2 separate regions of the Danio rerio genome follow, and region 2 is linked to region 1. The links are chromatin contacts, called in public HiCAR-type maps. All regions are on one chromosome and are shown on one strand. The core of a region is the stretch at or near the end of the contact, and the rest is flanking DNA. Distances in the headings are between cores, read along the strand shown. Region 1 holds the start of rint1 (RAD50 interactor 1). Region 2 holds the start of cdkn1ba (cyclin dependent kinase inhibitor 1Ba).

Region 1 (4,691 bases), core at 777-3,276:
GACCTGCCCGATGCTGTCAGTCCAGACCTGTGCACCCTGCAGATGCTGCTGCAGTTTGTTAGACAACAGCCTCTCGTTCTCCAGTAGAGACTCCAGCTTCTTCTGAGACTCCTCTGCTGCACGCAGAGCTGCAGACACACGCAGCGGCCCCGAAGACGACACTGTCTGCACCTGCATGTACGAATCACAACAGATAAGTCATCCTGTAGCAGTATAACTGATTTATATAATGATGCATGCTTATTGACATCATTTACTTACAATTCACTTGTCATCAACCCGTTTCTCTTCAATGCAAAAAAGATGTTTTTAAAAAATGTTGAAAACTGGTTACCATTGACTTCCATAGTATTTGTGCTACTATGGACGTCAATGGTTACCCATTTTCACCATTCTTCATAATAACTTGCTTTGTGTTCAACAGAAAAATGATGAAACTCATAAAGGATTGGAACCACTTGAGAGTGAGTAAATAGTTATAATTATAATAATTTTAATAGTTTTAATAGTTATAAAAATAAGTTATAATACTAATAATAATAATTCTTATATATTTATATATTTTATATATATTATAAATATTATATATTTATTTTATAAATGTTACACATTTATATACTATATAATTAATATAATTATTAAATTATTTATAACAATTAATAAGTACATTTTTATTTTTGGATGAACTATCCCTTTAACTTTGATTATCTAGGATTAATGCTTAAAAATAAAAATAAAGTTAAATAAACTAAAAATATTAAATAAAATTTTATTAATAAATAAAAATAATACATGAAACAACCGTTAAATACGTTGTTTATAATAAGTCAAAAAGACTTAAGTTGCAATAAATGCACACAAATGTTGCATTAATTTCCTTTTTTATTTCATTACTTTTTATTCTAAAGGGGATTTGGGGGAAATGATGGAAGCTAAACTGTTTTGGTTACATTTGAATTATTTAATAGACTAACTAACTAAATAACTAACTAACAACAAACATACAAATGTATATTTATCTATATTTAAAATTTTTAATAGGAAGCTATACAATATTATATTTGTGCATATACACCAAATATGGAGCTTATCTAACAAAAGAACTTATGATAATGGTCCAAAAACTAGTACACCCAAATTGATATGTTATAGAAAAATATTAAATACAAATTTAAAAAAAAGGAGGAAAAATCAAGAGAAGCAAAAAAATAATAATAATTTTTAGTTGAAATTTTGTAAGTTGTATTTTTTTCAATATTTTGCTTGAATTTATTCGTATTATCTTTCAATTTCTCAATATGTTTGATGATGAAAGTATTATTTTAATAAGTATATCTGTTGTATAAATTAGTTTAGTTTAAATGCACCAAAATACATTGCCTATATTTACTGCGAAATGGATAAAATTATTCATTTTCAAAACTCAATTATGCTGAGCACGGTACATACATACATTCATACATTCATACATGCAGTGAAAGTCACTGAGGACTAAATAACCAGCATTATGGACTATTTATTTTATCCTTTGCAACTTCCATGGAAAAAATTATGTAGAGCATTGTAACAAAATGAGGAGTAACAGATGACAGAATGATCTTTTCTATTCCTTGATCAGTATTGGGTGAATTTTGTCTTAAACTTTAACATATAAAACATTTCACTTGTAAGCTGCTTTGAATAAAAGCGTCTACTCTACGTTATATATATATATATATGAACTCGTAATAAATCCTTTGTACAGAGCATTTCTTTCTTTATTTACCTGCTCTTCTAGCTGCTTGTTCTCTAATGTCAGTTTCTCCAAAAGCCCAGACACCTTCTTTAGCGACTTCAGATCTCCACCGATCTCCTTCTGCACAAGAGCAACTATATCGTCTTCAGGGTTTCCATCTTCTGAAGGAGAGTCAGATTTAGTGCTGTCTACTAGTTTCAGATCAGAAAGAACCATGTTACTGTGGTTGTTGTGCTCCATCATAGGCGCTGCCATGTTGCTCGACACGTCATCAGTGGAGTTTGTTTTTGAGGCTCCCTCTAGTGGCAGAAAGGTGTAACACACAATTTTTTACTGTCGTATTTCTGCCACAATTATTGAAGGAATTGTTTACCCCAAAATCAGGGTCGGATGTAGTTATTTGGGTACCCTAACCATTCGAGCCACAGGACCTGGAAGTCCTATAGTAATATCCACACTTTTTAAAATTGTATTTACTTGTTCATTTAGGTGTTTTTTTATGTAACCCAGTCTTGCTGTCATATTTTTATCTTAACGCAATCTCTACATTTTAAAAGATTTGTTTACTTAAAACAAATTCCCAACTAAACAAAAAATCATTTAACTAATTTTTTTTTAAGAGTAAATTTTCATCTGATTTGACTGCTGGACTGGTCCATGGTTGGGGGTGGGGGTGACACATTTGCACAGATGTACTAATTAAGGTAAATTTGTGTTTATAAAATATAGAAAATGTCATTATATAATTTATAGAAATGTCTGGGTATTTGGGGCCCTAAGCCACTGCTTACCTTACTTGTTTGTTAAATCCACAGCAACCCAAAATTAATTTTTCCTTATAATATACTCACACTCAAGTGGTTTTAAAATGTTAAACAGAAAACAAGATATTCTGACGAATGCAGGGGAAAAAGCAGACATTTGACTTTCAAAGTACGAACAAAAATACTATGGAAGTAAATGACATTGTTCATTATATGTTCCTTTGTGTTCAACAGAAAACAGAAACAAACCGGTTTTAAACATGATGATGAGTAAAAGGATTTTCATTTCTGGGTAAACTAACTTAACATTACCTCTTTAATAATCGAGATAAAATAGTAAGCATTGGTTAGAATCGCGATTAATGTTAATTAAATGGATAATTGATAATTATGAATATAAATTAATCAAACATTAAAACAAAATATAATATATAAATATTAATAGTGTTAGCATAAAATGTACAGTTCACAAATGTGAACATTTTATTAATATTTTATTGGTTATTGATTAATTAACAATTATCAATAGGAAACAACAGTTATTTAGATTATAATAAACAATGCAAACAGTAAAAATATTATATATACATTTACAGTGCTCAGCATATATAAGTACACCCATCACAAATCTCTCTTTTAAATTCATATTTTTATAGGAAGCTAGACAATATTATATTTGTGCATATACATCAGATTAGACAATGCTGAAGCCAAATCTGAAGTTTATCTAACAGAATAACTTATGATAACGGTCTAAAAACTAGCACACCCAAATTTATATGTTATAGAAAAAATATTAAATACAAATAAAAAAGGAAAAATCAAGAGAAGGACAAATAAAAAAAACTTAGTTGACATTTTGTAGGTTGTAATTTTTTTGCAATATTTTGCTTGAATGTAATTGTATGTCTTTCAATTTCCAAAAACGCTTGGCGACTAGAATAGTATTTTAATAAATATATGTGTTTAATAAATTTGTTTCGTTTAACTGCACCAATATACTGCACTTGCTTCACCTGAGGCTCATCAAGGGAGCTATGATTGCAGCGTTTGGCGTGCTGCTTGCTTTTCCTTTTGTTTTGATGTTAATGTTTTTGTTTCCTTTAGCGCTTATAGTCCACTGCCATGGATACTTTCACTACTGACTTTCACCAATAAAGATCCTACGATGCTATGCGTATTTTTGAAAAGTGTGTTTGTTTGTTTTTGTTATTAAATTATTTATTTTTGTTATTGACTGCTCTGTTTTGTCTCTGATTAATATGACTATTAACTAGTGTATTATATTTATTAAATCAAACAAAATGTATCGCGATTTATTTTTAATAATTATGAAAATGTTAACTCATGAATATTAATACACGTAATTGCGTAACGGCTGTGCTGAACACGAAAAATCATAACCGTTGACGTAATCTCATTAACATTCATGAGCTGAGGCTGCGTCCGAAATGAATTCGCAATCGCAAACTGCTCGATTTAGGCTTTGGTGGTCATTTCTGTGCGACTGGCAAGGGGGACGAAGACATTTATTTCCACAACAAAGCGGCACGTCTTTGTTTATCAACATTCGCACGCTTTTTTTTTTTTGTTATGAAAATGTAAGTTCAACTAGTTGCTGACAACGACGTAACGGTAGTTTTAAGGCGGCCATCTTAAATAACGAAACCAAGCCACAAATAACGCAAAATAAGATGTAAACGAAGTTAATACGACGACCAATTTACGCGTAAAAAGATATATCACCAAAAAGTTGCCTTTGTATTTACACTTTATTCGAAAAATGTGTGGATATTTGACAAACATTTGCTTTATTTGTGCGTGGCAATGATAACATTGTGTTTGGCGTACATTTGACACCGCTGTCACCACGGTTAGTGCTGTAAAAGCAGTTATACAGTATTTCATGTCTTATCCCGGTATTGTGGTCGTGCACAAGACATAAATCGGCCAAACTGTTATTTCTTGGCTCATTTAGTCGCAGGAGTCTCTGGCGCAAGTGTCTGTAGGCCTCCTTGATACACTTCTCTGGTTTGAGGTTTCCTGACAAGACTTTGACAGCGCTCTGCTTGCCTTGGATGGCTGAAAGGACATAAGTTGTTAAGGATCTTGAGGTTTCAGAGTGTTTGCCAAAGTCAATTCTGGCCTGAGCAACGGCTGTATGATGTTTCTTAAACTGGCACATTATACCA
Region 2 (4,905 bases), core at 461-2,960, 83 kb after region 1:
GCTACTTTAAAACGGTTCGTTCGGGAGATGCGTTTGAAAAACCGCGCAGCAATTCTTAAAGTGAAGCGCGGTGGATTAGTGAAGGATCGCGTTTTGCTTTGACATGAACATGAAACGAAAACGTGCTACATTATAAAAAGAAAAAAAATATATATATATATATACATAGGTAGTAAAAGAAGAAACGAAGCAACTCCAATCGCATACTGCTACATCGTCTGCTTTTGAGGCAAATATAAAATCTGTCGAGTGCCAAAAGTTTAGTGTAAAAATTCAGTGCTTATTCAGCCCCTCCGAGGCTCGATTTGTATTTTGGAAGCGCCGTCTGTCCCCGTTTACTTGGCAAGGCTGGCGAAGTAGTCGATGGTGAGGGCGGGCTTCTCGGCGTATCTGTGCAGGGAAGAAGAGGGAGAAAGCAGATTAGCGAAGGAAACGCATGTGCTGAAATGTGACACACGCGAGGCACGTTCGGTCCTCAAAACAGACATAAAGCGAGGAGGTTTGTGCGCGGATGACGAACCCGGACCCCCTCCCCCTACTCCCCCGCCCGTACGCCCTACAAGAGACCTGCTGACGTGTTACTACAATGTTATGCATTTGGGTCCCATCCGAGCGCGCTGTCACTCGCGCGGTGACAGAACGCGCCCTCGCTTTTGAAAGAGTTTCAAGCGTCAGATAACAGACCTTATCGGCGCGTGAGAAAACAAGCGGCTCTCCCGTTCACAAAAGAAAAGAACGGGACGCACGGTCGGTCACTCACTCAGTCATTCAGTCACTCACTCACTCACTCACTCACTCACTCACTCACTCACTCACCTCCTTTACGTTTTGGGGTCCGGTTCGCAGGGAGCGCGCTCGAGCGAGCTCGTCGCGTCCGGACAGGGGTCGGCCTCGCTCGCGTGGACGCTGGGTCTTTTGCTTCGGCGAAGATCATCTATTGGGAGAACGTAGATGGTGTTAGAAAAGGTCGCTTTCGCGAACGGAGAGACGTCCGAGCCGCGAAACATTTACCCTGATCTTCCGTCGACGGTCGTTTCCTCGGCGTGCTGAGCGAGCGGTTCCCGGCGTCCGCGCGTTCGGAGTTCCCCGCTCCGCTCTCCGGGGACGGAGAGGGAGCCGTCAAGAAATAATCGTGGTTCCCGTTATGATCCACAGTCCCGGCCGAAGAGGGCCGTTTTACGCGAGGGGGTCTGGTGTAAAAGTCCGGCACTTCGTCGGCGTCCACCTCCTGCCACTCGTAGTCGCCCGGCGCGAGCGGTCGGTTTTCGGCGAAGTCGTAATTCCACTTTTCCGCGGACGCTCTCTCGATCTCCCGCATTTGCTCCCGTACATCCTTGGCGAACTCTTGGCGGTCCACGGCGCCGAAGAGACTTCGGCAGACAGGCGGCTTGCCGTGATCCGCCTGCCTGGGGTCCACTCGCTCCAGCGTCGGACTTCCATTGGAGACGCGCACTTTTGACATTTCGCACGTGAAAAGTTTGTCCGAGAATCGCAGACGCGGCGTAACTAAGAGCAATCCCTCCCGAGAACGCGGAGCGAGGCGCAGGGCGCACGCATAACAAACGCGGAAAGGCGAACGCGCGCGAGCGGCGAACGAGTCATGAAAACGGCGATCCCCGTCGTAGTAATTCCGAGGAAAACAGACAAGTCGTTCGAGCACCCAATATGGCGATCGCAAATAAAACTGGCAGGGGGAAAAAGATTGACAGCGAAGGCTATTTAAACAGAAGAAGCTCGCGATTGGAGGTCGGAGCGCGCGCCCCGCCCATCGACGAAAAACTATACAAACAGCAGAGTCGCCATGTCCGCTAATCGTCAGCAGGAAAAAGAAAAGTCAGGAAAGAAAGGGTTAAAAAGCGTGCGAGCGAAGTCAGCAACAGTTGTAAGCGGTTAGAAGAAGAACGGTTTGATTTAGAGCAAGTGCGAAAGTCAGAATCGCCTGCCTGGAAATGTCATGCATGCTTGCGAAGACTCGATAAACGTGTGTACATGGCAAAACGAGGTGTTTTATTCCCACAATTGAGTTATGGTGAACACCTAACGATGACACTGAGTGAAATGTAAGCGCACGCTCAACCTGCCATGCATTTGTAATCATTTAATGAAAGTCATTACTGAGAATCAATAAAGATGATAAAAAGGGAAAATTGTGTGCTTTCTAAACGGGTACAACGGCGAATATGTCAATGTTTAAAAGCTGTAGTGATCTGGCAACACATCTGCAGAATGAGTTTTGGTTGTATGGAAGAAAAGCAATATGATTTTTGACCCTTTTTTTCCAAGACTTTGTTGGACCAGTTCCATTTACGTGAAAGCTGTAGACGTACAGTGTAGTAGAAGATGATAGATATAAAGGGGGGGATCAATCGAACTGACTCTTAGAAGGTTGGTGCGATGCGTTTATGTCGGCCAAGTGTGAGTTGAGTTGGCTGGTGCCTTATCGGTAATGGCATGTTCTGTAAAACAAGTAATTAGTAGAGTTGTACACAATTGATGGTTACTGCTTTGTCGTGAGTAATTGTCTAATTTGTCCGATGGTTCAACAATTACTGCGTAGAAAGATGTGAGCTAAAGTGTGCAAATCAGGGAAGGAAAGTTTGTTACAAGTTTTCCTGGTTTTGACTGAATTGCAGTAGGAAAGGCCAATTGCTTTAAGTATGAGTTTGTCGCCATCTAGTGGTTTTGTAATGGATGAAATTTAGTTCATGACGTTTTTTGGTGCAGTAGCTGGGATGTGGAAATGTGTTCCTGGAGTTCTGTTGATTGTGTAATTTTTATGCATTGGAATTTTTGTAATGTATGTAATTGATTAAAGATTTTTTTTGGGGAGAAATTGTTCAGGTAGTTTGAAATTTGTACTGTTTTCAGCATTTTTTAAGGGGAGATTATTTTCAATTTTTTTTGGCTAAAATTAGCAATGTTTACTTTTATAAATATTCATGAGGGGGAGGGAGGAGAAAAAAAACAAAACAAGTATTTTATTATTGTTTATTATTATGTGTATTTTATATATATATATATATTTAGGTAGGTGGTTGTGTGAGGGTGGCTTGGCAAATTTTGGATTTTTTTTCAGTAAAATTTTTTTTACTAAGTCATTTTTGGCATTTTTAGCAAATTTTTAGCAAATTTTGGCCTTGCTTCCGGAACACTCTAAAGCATAACCGCGGCGGATCAACGCTCCGAAACCTCGGGGGGGGGCCACGGTCACGGCCCCCCCTTCTTCTTTCTTTGGGTGGTTTCTGGGTTTATGCTCCGCTGTGTCATCTCACCACTTGTTGTGTCCTTCCATGCTGTGTTGCTCCAGATTTGGTCCAGTCCTCTGTGTGTGTGCGATCCATCGTTGGTTGACTTCACCTGATCCACCGCTGACTGTCTCCATCCACTCCACTGCTTCGCTCTGGGGCCCCATGGATCCATTCGTCTGCCCTTCCAGCCTTCTGTCTTTGCTGTGGCCCATGCCTCCTCTTCGTTCGGAGATCTTGCTGTACTTGAACCAGCGCTTTCTGGCATGGTGTGCCAGTGCTCATGCCGCTGAGCCACAGATCTCCTCACACTTATGATGAGTTGGAACTTCTATTTATATTCTTACCGGCGCTTCTGAAGATCAGTCTCATTCCACTCAAGGCTTCCACAGGCTGGAGTCGTGCAGGTCTTCCTTTTGGTGTAGGGGTAGTGCAGGAGTTTGGAGATCATTCAGCAATGGGTTCTAGGCTCACCTACGACTGGTACACACAAACACAAAACTGTGATTTGTCCAATCATGACCACTAAGACAAGTGGTGTGTAGAAACATGAGCAGTGAGTCAGAAAATCTTCTTCACACTATTTATTTAACACTCTTGTCACTTACAAAATATTGTGTAAACACCATAAACGGTCACATTCAACAGATGCTCTGCTGCTCAAACTTGCTTCATACGAGCACAACCACAAAATCAAACTTTATCATCACTCACACTTTCATTTCATTGATCTGATCATAAATGAATATAATCACATGAAATCAATTATCATGAGGACGTGCTCTTCTGGACGCTCTTCTTCCTCAGCAGCTCGTTCTGAACCTGCTCTGGAAACTGATCGAGGTGCTCCCGCACACAAGGCAAGCAGAAGCGCTTGGTGTAGAACAAACTGCAGTCCTGTGGGTAAAACGAACAAAACTCTGCCTTAGTGACTATACCGTTTCAACACTATACACGCACACAATTCAGTCATTAAAGGCAAGACGATGCATGTGAATAAAGCTCATTGTGCATTTGGAAACGCTTTAGCTTTTTTTTTGGACATTCTAACTTCACTTACTCATTTCCTCCATCTCCATTTCTTTCTTGCCAAAATGCAGCATCCAGCAGTTCTCACACAAAACCCATCAAACTTACATTTTTACTACGTTTCTTTCTTTTTCTTTTTTTAGGATTACACTAATATCTTCATTACATTAACTCATACATTTCACCACTTAACAGACGTTAAGTAAACTTTCCTTTACCAATTCATTTCAAAAGCTGTTGCTGGAAAAAGCGATTTACTTTCAAACTATTACATTATGCCTCAGCTCAAAGCTCATTTGGAAGAAAAACTAAACTAACACATCAACTACCGCAACGTACAAATATATCAATGTTGCTTAACCTTATAAAAACGTTTATTTTATTGGGATTAATTCAAATCACCCATTGCTTTAGGTAATAGTAAAAACAGATTCAATTCTGCAGCACTTATCCAATTTAAGCACTATTTCTAAACTCTGATTTTTGACTTCAAATAACAAATGCTTTTGAAGAATGCTTTAAGAAATGCAATTTTACTCCATTTCTATTGCTACTTCTGCTTCCATACACATCCAAGCAGAGGCCAGCTACATTTCAAGTGTCATGAAAACGTCATACAAATGTCAGTATG

What was found. HiCAR-type assays count read pairs that join an accessible place to other places.
Region 2: a contact with region 1 is called in a HiCAR-type map of caudal fin, with 4 times the contacts expected there. The contact joins the promoter of cdkn1ba here to the promoter of rint1 in region 1. A contact is called at or near these places in 3 of 18 Hi-C or Micro-C datasets (caudal fin, embryo and an unstated tissue) and 3 of 4 datasets of contacts at active chromatin or transcription factors (caudal fin, embryo and gastrula embryo).

What each region holds. Positions count from the first base shown.
Region 1 is chr4:19,102,037-19,106,727 of GRCz12tu, forward strand. rint1 (RAD50 interactor 1) reads right to left here and starts at 2,027. Exons shown (of 13, transcript NM_001045003.2): 1 at 1,766-2,027; 2 at 1-171. The coding sequence starts at 1,990.
Region 2 is chr4:19,185,603-19,190,507 of GRCz12tu, forward strand. It overlaps cdkn1ba (cyclin dependent kinase inhibitor 1Ba), which reads right to left and starts at 1,711. Exons shown (of 3, transcript NM_001013268.1): 1 at 1,012-1,711; 2 at 817-934; 3 at 1-390. The coding sequence starts at 1,462. The coding sequence ends at 822. cdpf1 (cysteine rich DPF motif domain containing 1) reads right to left here. Exons shown (of 4, transcript NM_001025527.2): 4 at 3,815-4,142. The coding sequence ends at 4,014.